Regions from separate parts of the Macaca mulatta genome. Here region 1 is linked to region 2. Evidence: chromatin contacts called from public Hi-C data. All regions are on one chromosome and are shown on one strand. Each heading gives the region's core, a stretch centred on a gene start, on an enhancer-like site or on the middle of the called end of the contact. The rest is flanking DNA. Distances are from core to core; before and after follow the strand shown.

Region 1 (4,564 bases), core at 1,525-4,024, 710 kb after region 2:
AACTGCCCAGCTCCAGGGATCATCCACACAGCCTACGGCTCGGATGGTGCCCCTGGATGTGTGCTGCGCCGCTTCCAGGCCTGGGACTCCCCCAAATGGACCCCCTCACAAGGACAGGATGAGCAGGGGAAGCCCGCCTTGGTCACTCGTGCCCGGTAGTTGCCAGCCCCAGCAACTGCGTAAACGGGGCTCCCTGGCTCTACCCCTCTCCCCGGCTGCCCTTCTGGTGCAGCCTATCCTGGTCACTGCCCTCCACCAGGAGCCAGGCAACAGGACGCGGGTATGTACAGCAGCACCACCTGTTCCTTATGCAAATTTATTGGTAGAAATGAACTTTTTTCATTTTTCAGTTTTTCAAATAATCATTTCACTTCATCCTTCTGGCATACTATGTTAGTAGCAATAACTGGCTACTCCCTACACCTGCCTTGGCGGCAGCGCAGCTCGCTTGTGTAAAAGGCCTGCACACTTCAGGTGGATGTAGAACAAGCCCGCCCGCTGGAGGCGCGATCATTCACTGCCCCCTAGTGGACCAGAGGTGCATGAGCCAGGATCCGTGCTTCCGCTTTGATGTGGGTTCTGAGCAAATCAGGGCTGCATTTTATTTCAGGAAGTTTTCGGCCTCTGCTGCTTTAATCTTTGCTGCTAGTGTCTACGGTTCTTAATTAACAGCCCTGAAATGGAATAAAATGTCAATCAAGGGTGACTCTGTGTAAAGCTATATTTAAATGTTAAAAAGTCGTGACATTTTCAAACAATATTTCAGGCCTCATTTGATGCTCATTTTAAAAATCAAATTTTCATTAGATTATAAAAAGGCTTAACGTGAACGTCGCATTAAGGAGCTCATGTTGGCATCTAGCATAACCTCAGGTTTTGTGTAAGAGAAAAAACAAGTTTATTTATAAAGCAGAAGCACTGACTCTGCCTGCCTTGTCACCTAATCGCCTTTTGGTTTTCAAGGTTTTCACAATTTGCACGCTTCTTAATTGCCATGTATCCTGGCAATCAGGAGCCCAGTCATACTCAGCATAAGGAAAGCCACCTCTGCAATAGCTGACAACGGCCAGGGGAACTTGGTTTGTCACCACATGCCACAAAGGTGCGTGACTGTCCTTGGGGCAGCTTTAGATTTGTCATACCTGGCCCTAGATCATGCAGTTGAAGATCTTTCGATAATATTCATCTGCATTACATTCGACATACTAAGAGAACTGTTTCTGTAGAAGGTTAAAACACTGACTTTTCTACCCTTTCTGAGCTGTTTCCTCATTGCCAGGACTTGAATGAATTTGGAACTGTTCCAGTGCTCAGTGACTTCACTGTTCTCACCTTGTGGCATAACTTAGGTAGTTGGGCAACTCCCCTACCCTTGCCTGGACTCTTGCTGTCAAAGCCCTCCACTGATAAAGTCTAGGCCGATCACACCCTAAAGCATTTCTCATATGTATGGATTTGTTTCTTATCTATACCTGAAGAATGGCGCTGGTGAGGTACCACCTTTGGGAGAATTGAGAACATCATCTCTGAGATAATTCTCTGTGCTTTGTGGCTCAAATGAGTAGAACAGTTCCAAAGGGAGTGACATCTGCGTGAGATCAGTGGGGGGACATGCTGTATCCTCCCGGGGACAGCCTTGTTCATTTAATTCGTTCATTTCAGGCTGACTGTGGAGTAGACCCAGCCCTGATGATAGCAGACTTCCAGGAGCTGTTGGTGAGAAGGCTTCGGTGTGTCCACACAGAGCAGAACTGAAATTTTTCCACCCCGTGCAGATCAAACACCGCAGCAAGTGAAGTGTTTCAGAGTCCTTCCTAAGCAAACTGTAGTTTTCCCCAGAATGTCACAGGAAGTGCTGCTGGTGATTCATCAGGTTAAAATGCTCCTCATGAGTCAGAAGTAAAGGGAAGCTGCTGCTCTGTGTGGAGGGCGAAGAATCGTGGCTGGCCCTGAGGGTTCCAGGGGTGGGGCGGGGCAGAGCTGCTTACTAACCGATTAGAACGTTCCAGTAACAACACTCGAATGGCTGCTGGAAAACACAGTGAAACCCTTGCCTATGGAAACCTTTTAATAAAAGAATAAAAATAAAATAGGCTTGGAGATACAACTTGCCAGAGGGAAACCAACCAGTAGAGCTGCCTTTCCCGTAAGTCCCTGTTGCAGCCCAGCCAAACCTCTGGCTGCCTGTTTTATTAGAGTCAGGCCAAAGGCCCATCAGGTGCCTCCAGTTTATGACTTGGTTTAAATCAGTCAGTTGAACTGGGGCTGAGTGGTCATCTGGTCTACCCACTAGCCTCTACAGCCACTAACTTCAGGATATCATCTCTAACAAAGTCCTCAATCCAAGACTGAATTGAATGCTAGGAGTAGGGAAAAGGGAAGGCACAGTAGGGTCATGGCTGAAAGCTAAGCATACATTTGTATCTACTTAGGGAATTTTTAAATCAACTAGAAAAATCAAGATAAAACACATGTGAAATGATTTTAAAGTGCACATTTAAAAAAAGGGACATAAAACACAACCAGTATTGCTGCTTTCTACTCTGATACTGCTCTTAGCCCCCTAAGGTCAGCCACCCATCTCTTCGGGTCGGTGTGTGAAGTGACACAGTAGGAAGATGGGCACAGAGAGAGCCCCTGGTCCAAGCCGGCCGTCATTCAGCTGAGAAGACGGCATTCCTGGAGGCTGCACGCACACCATGCCGCCGCACCCTCTCCAGCTGATCTGTGGCCAAGCTGCCTCACAGGCAATACTGAGCATGTTTTATATAAGGGTTTCAAAGCTGCTGCCGCTGCTGCCACTGCTGCAGTGGCTGTAACCTGGCCTTCAATGTCTCTGTCTAGACAGATGCATGATTGAATAAAGGATTCATCCAAGCCCTATGTCACCCTGGCCATCTGGAAAGTCGCCAACCACTCATTTAGCAAATTGCTATGTTTAAATGCAGCTGCTGTGTCTCAATGTTTATGCTACCAAGACAGATCGCATGATTCCTCTTCTTTCATTTATCTACACCGCTCCTTTTAATCTGCCTAGGAACTTAAAAGGCTGTTAATGCATGACAAGGCACTTGACCCGTGTGATTTCCAAGCCAAGGGGGAGCATCCGTCTTGCACTGGGTCGTGCTTTCCTCAAAAGCAAGGGCACCTTGCCTGTACTCCCGTCTTAATGAAGGCTGCCTTTATTAAGAATCCCATTAAGCTCCACAGTGCCCAGCCATCCGACACTGTAAATATGACCCTTTAGAAATGCATCCAGGGGCCCTGTGCAGGCAGCTGGCCTGGTAGCAAGCACTAGCCCTGGCAGTCGGGAGGGAACCTCAGACCTCAGCTGTCTATAGAAGGGAGGGCATTGTTTGATGGGCTGATGCTTCTCTCCTTTTGGAAAGATGAATTACAATCTTTGGCAGATAATGTCAACAAAACCCCTGAGATGATTTAAATAAGAGTTGGAAGCAAAATGATTTCAGAATAGCAATGAGCTCTTGGGCGTTTTACCTTGGTTTTCTTATTTTTAAGGAGGAAAAGGAAGGAGACAGCCAAGATTAGGCAGTTTGTCACCTGGATATCACTGGTCACTTTGGCGTGGTGCTGACTATTATCTGTTATTTATCAGATTAAATAATTTTGGTGACCACTGCTTACATAAATTGCCTACCTCTTTTGGGGGTCACAATATAATTAAGTCTGGAAGTCAGAAGTCAAAATCAGTGAGTGTTTATCAAATGAATATCGTGTTCTCAGTCCTTAGCTAGGCCCATTGGAAAAGCAACAAAACAGCACAATAAATGATCTGTGCCATTAAATCCTATTGGGAGACAAAAAGAAACAAATACAAGAGAATCTAGCACAGTGAGGAGTGAGGATGTGGTCTTCAGAACCAAATCCCAGACGCAATTCTGAGGTGTTCACCTTGTGAGCCTCAGTTTCCTCACTGGCGAGAACAGGTGGACATATCTCTCTCCAAGTTATTTTCAGGAGTGATTGAAACAGTCTTTACAACGGTAAGAACCCAGCGGATTCTATTAGCGGTAGTCAGAGGGTGTGGGATCTTGACTGTAAACGCTAGAGGAATTCAGAAGAAATAAAGAACATTTTGGACTGAGTGAGCAAGACCATCTTTGTGGGTCAGCTTAATCCTGAAGGAAACAAACTCTGGGGAGGGAAAGTGCATCGGAAAAATGGAACAACTTGAGCAAGACACAGAGACAGCAGGCAGAAAAGAGGTGGGGCCACTGGGTGGACTAAAGGAAAGAGCTCTCGGCCGGGTGTGGTGGCTCAAGCCTATAATCCCAGCACTTTGGGAGGCTGAGACGGGCGGATCACGAGGTCAGGAGATCGAGACCATCCTGGCTAACACGGTGAAACCCCGTCTCTACTAAAAATTACAAAAAAAAACTAGCTGGGCGAGGTGGCGGGTGCCTGTAGTCCCAGCTACTCGGGAGGCTGAGGCAAGAGAATGGCGTGAACCCGGGAGGCGGAGCTTGCAGTGAGCCGAGATCTGGCCACTGCACTCCAGCCTGGGTGACAGAGCAAGACTCCGTCTCAAAAAAAAAGGAAAGAG
Region 2 (4,594 bases), core at 659-3,158:
TTTTATCTCTTAAATATTCCCTGAATCCATGTCTTTCTGTAACTCCAACGGCTTAGTTCAGACTCTTTATTTCTCTACTGTTTTGTTCTATTATACAACTGGCTTTTCTACTGCCTATAATCTTTCCCCACCCAGGTCCATTCTCTACACTGGAGCTGGAATTATCTTTCTAAAATACAAACCTAACGACACCACCACTCGAGCTAAAATTCTTCAATGGCTGCCCCATGTCAAGAAAAATTCTAAACTCTGAATACGGTGCCAAGTACTTTAAGATCTGGCCTCACTCACTAATAGTGAGCATTCTGGGATCTCGTCATTCAGAACTACCTAGCGTTCCCCAAATACAAAATACTCATTCTTCAATCTATCCTTTGTTCGTGTTGTGCCATCCATTTGTCCTAGAATGACTTTCCTCTTCATCACTCCAGTGAAAGCTTATTCAACTATTTCAACACAAGTTAAAAGTCAAATCATACTGAAGGCCTCCCCTGACTTCTGTAGACAGAGTCAGGATCTTTCTACTAATTGACAGAGAAAATGGTCAGTGCTTGAGATCATGACCAGACCCACCTGGGCTGAAATCCCAGGTTTACACTTGACCAACTATGATTTTGTGCAGGGCCTCTAAAGCCTGTTTCCTCATCTCTAAACATCAGTAACTACTTCACCAGCTGTTTTGAGGATTTACTGAGGAGCTGCATGCAAAATACTCCGCACAGCACCTGACATATTCAATAAATGTTACTGTTAGGTGATTATTTCCTCTGGGCTCCTATAGCAACTTGCACATATCTCTACCACGCTATTGGGATGACATGACTGCCCATGCAGGATACAGACTATCTTTTTTCATCTCTTTATTCTCACCACCTGGCATAATGCCTGGCACATAGGTTCTTAACAAATTTTGAATGAATAAATACTTCAAACCTTATATTCTATCACATAACGCCTCAATTTTGTTTTCTACCTGTCTTACTAAACCTACTTTCCATCTCCTCCTTGTACAAAATTGCTACCTCAAGTAAAATTTACACAGGTCAACTTCATTTTAATTAAGAGAAAGTTTTATAGGATTTGTGGTCTTGTTGTTTGTTTTTAAACACACACACACACAAACTCACAATAATATCAACAATTCTCCAACTTACTCCATAAAGCAGCACATTTCTAGGATGGTTATCTACCCATTGAAAAATTTTAAAGGGTCGTCAAGGAAGGTTTTCTAAATCTGTGTCAGCTTCCTTTACCACCAAGTCTTGAGTCAACTCTAAGGACTCAAGTGTACTCCTGAACATAAAAAATATATAAATAATTAATTAAATAATTAAAACATGGTATTTTTCCTTCCGAAAACATGCTGAGAAATTCTGAATAACACTGGAATAATCAAAGAAAATAATTATTGCTTCCTACTGCTAAAAAAAGTATGTTTTTAAAAGTTACTAGTAATTTAAAACTGAACTAATCAAAGTATGTGTAGGCAGTGTTCAGGCTGGCGGGGGGGGGGGTGGGGTGGAGCACCCATTTCACAACCTTGAACCTCAAGAAATAAAATGCAAAAACGCTAAAAGTTAAAAATGCCAGATCCCACCATATAATAGCAATGACATCTTTTTATCTAATTCTACACTTAACCTTTAAACATTACGGCCCTTTGGGTAATTACCAATTGATGGGTTTAATATGCAAATACCTCTGAGCTACTTTAAAACAAACATGACTAACCCAGAAATAAACGTATCCAGGAAAAGAGAAAAGCCTGTGAAAACACGGTTTCTCGGGTCTCACATCCAATGTATGACATACATACGGTTCTGCACCGAGAGGCAGCAACCTGCGAGGGTCAGAGGCGCCGAAGACCCGAGGCCCTGCAGCTTGGGCGGCTGCTCATCCCTGAGACTGTGCAGGGCGGTGGCCCAGTCGGGGTGGGGCTGAGCGCTGTAGCTGGGGCGGTCCCAGCGACTGAGCTAGAAGCCCGAGGCTCACCTCCACTTCCCTTTCCCAACGCACACAGCCCAGGTCCGCGACCACCCAACAACCCTCTCAAGACAAAGAGAGATTTTTTTTTCTGTCCCGGTCCGCTCAAAGTTTATCAGTCTTTCCCGGCGGTCGGGGCCGCCGGGCTTTGTAGTTCGGCAGTCCGAGCTACCCCGCCAAGGCCGCGAGCCCGAGGAGTCACTGAACTACAATCCCCATGATGCACAGCGAGCCTGGCGCTCCCGCGCCCCTCCCAGTCCCCGCACGGGAGCCAGCGCCCGAGGAACCCCGCAGCCCACCGCCCTAGCGTTTCCGGCGGTGGGAGGCCGGGAGGGGCTATCGGCTAGAGCCCCGCACTACCTGCTGTATCGCTTGAGCCCCTGTCCCTCGGATTCATTACCTAGAAGGCGCAGGTCCGGGCACAGCCGGCGATGCGGTCCAGATGGGTTGGGGGTGGGGCGCAGGCCGCCGCCGCCGCCGCCGAGTCCGTTAGTTCGCGACGTGCGTGAAGAGGCGGCGGCTGCGTAGGGTTGCCATGGCAGCCCCGGCCGCGTGGTGGGTGCAGCGCGGGAGGGAGCGCTGAGGCTGTGAGTCCGCTCTGGGGCGGAGCTTGGGACTCCAGCCCAGGTTGCCGGGGGAGGGAGGTGCAGCGGCGCGGGGTGGGAGAGCAGGGAGACAGTGACATTGAGGAGGACGTGTGGCCGACTGAGCTCTGGTCGTGCTTGATGAGCCCGCCTCCACCGCGTCCAGCCCCCGTGGCGGGGCACCTTCGAGCCTGCTGTTTTCGGAGGGGATGCCAGTGGCGTCGAAGGAGGGGGCACCGGGGCGTCGCAGCGCCCTTCCCCCGCCGCCTGTCCGGGCTTCCACCGCTGGGTCTGCCCCCATGGGATGTGTGGATCCTACGCCACCTCAGTATTTTTCTGCAGTCAAACCGAATTGAAGTCTTTCGCACCCGCTTTCTCCATTCCCTGGGGAGTGGGATGGAAAGGAATCCTTTGATAAGATGGAATGCATATGGCCTTTAGGATTATTCAGGAGGTTTTAGAACTTGCAAATGGCATTGCTTTCGACTGAATTTGGATTTATGCTGTTTCTTGGGCAATCGTTTGTGGACTCTAGGATAAACAGGTTAAGAGCGTGGGCTTCTAAAACGAATTCTTAGTTCACGTCCTGCCCCTATACTTGGTAGCTGATGACCAGGGGCGCGTTTCTCACCTCTTAACGCTTTGATCTGCAAAAATGGAGATACCCATCTTGCAACTCTTGTAAGAAGTACATGCATTAATACTGATGAAGCTCTATAAAACAAATCTTAGCATTTAACAATAGCTATTAAATATTAATTATTTAATCAATAGTGATAAAAGTCAATAGTGGTTGGCCGTCGGGAAGGAGTTTGAGAGAATTTTTTGTAGTGATGAAAAAATTCTATAGCTAAGGGTTTCGGTTACAGAAGTATATGCATTTGTCAGAACTCTTGGAATGGAACATTTAAGATTTGTACATTTCACTGCATGTAAATTTACCTCAAAACAGCACATAAAAATGTGTTGTTATTATTAGAGCTATAGACTGTAATAGAAACCACAGAGATATTCTAAGCCGAATCTCTAGATTTTATAGATGAGAAAACTGAAGTCCAGAGATTTAATTGAAAAAAAGAGGAAGGGGAGTGAATTCGTGACCTTGTCGTTTTCTGGTAATGAGTATCTCCTGAAAAATTATGGTTGACAATAACAAGGCACTATGCCTGTAATCCAGCTGAGTCATCGTACCACAGAGATTTTCTTAAACTTGACTGAGTCCCTTATCCACCTTTTGTTGTTCCCCACGGACAATGTCCTCTCAAGGACTGCACCGTCACTTCTGGCTCTCAGTTCTGGCTTTTTCTGAACACTTAGACTACTCCACATATCACCTCTTAAAACTCTTTTCTCTCTACTCCTGCTGACACATAATGTCGAAATCAGCGCCTTTTCTTTGGTTGTTTCTATAGCCAACTCTTTGGAAGGTTTGGAGCAGATGAGTGGTTTTAAATTAAGGATGTAAAAAACCTAAAATTAGAAATTCCTGCTCTTAAAAGTCCTTCAATTCCTCCCGTGATATTTTTATCCACCTACCACCTACCCCCATTTTTTCTTTTTTTTTTTAAATTTATTTATTATTATTATACTTTAAGTTGTAGGGTACATGTGCATAACGTGCAGGTTTGTTACATATGTATACTTGTGCCATGTTGCTGTGCTGCACCCATCAACTCGTCATTTACATCAGGTATAACTCCCAGTGCAATCCCTCCCCCCTCCCCCCTCCCCCCTCCCCATGATAGGCCCCGGTGTGTGATGTTCCCCTTCCTGAGTCCGAGTGATCTCATTGTTCAGTTCCCACCTATGAGTGAGAACATGCGGTGTTTGGTTTTCTGTTCTTGTGATAGTTTGCTAAGAATGATGGATTCCAGCTGCATCCAAGTCCCTACAAAGGACTCAAACTCATCCTTTTTTATGGCTGCATAGTATTCCATGGTGTATATGTGCCACATTTTCTTAATCCAGTCTGTCACTGATGGACATTTGGGTTGATTCCAAGTCTTTGCTATTGTGAATAGTGCTGC

Evidence for each region. Hi-C and Micro-C count contacts between places; a contact is called where the count stands out from the background.
Region 1: a Hi-C map of fetal cortex germinal zone shows a contact between it and region 2, with 2.0 times the contacts expected there. The contact joins the enhancer-like site here to the promoter of KATNAL1 in region 2. A contact is called at or near these places in 2 of 14 Hi-C or Micro-C datasets (fetal cortex germinal zone and fetal cortical plate).

Annotation. Positions count from the first base shown.
Region 1 is chr17:10,870,612-10,875,175 of T2T-MMU8v2.0, forward strand. No RefSeq gene overlaps it. Among named protein-coding and RNA genes, the nearest start is that of TEX26, 100 kb to the left of the region's middle. Within about 2 kb of position 2,775, at least 18 of the 40 cell types and tissues checked have an H3K27ac peak or open chromatin away from gene starts, as enhancers often do. A contact at or near this core is called in fetal cortex germinal zone and fetal cortical plate, where this site is marked.
Region 2 is chr17:10,163,220-10,167,813 of T2T-MMU8v2.0, forward strand. KATNAL1 (katanin catalytic subunit A1 like 1) reads right to left here and starts at 1,909. Exons shown (of 11, transcript NM_001194119.3): 1 at 1,817-1,909. LOC144336230 (a long non-coding RNA gene) reads left to right here and starts at 2,259. Exons shown (of 2, transcript XR_013407847.1): 1 at 2,259-2,396.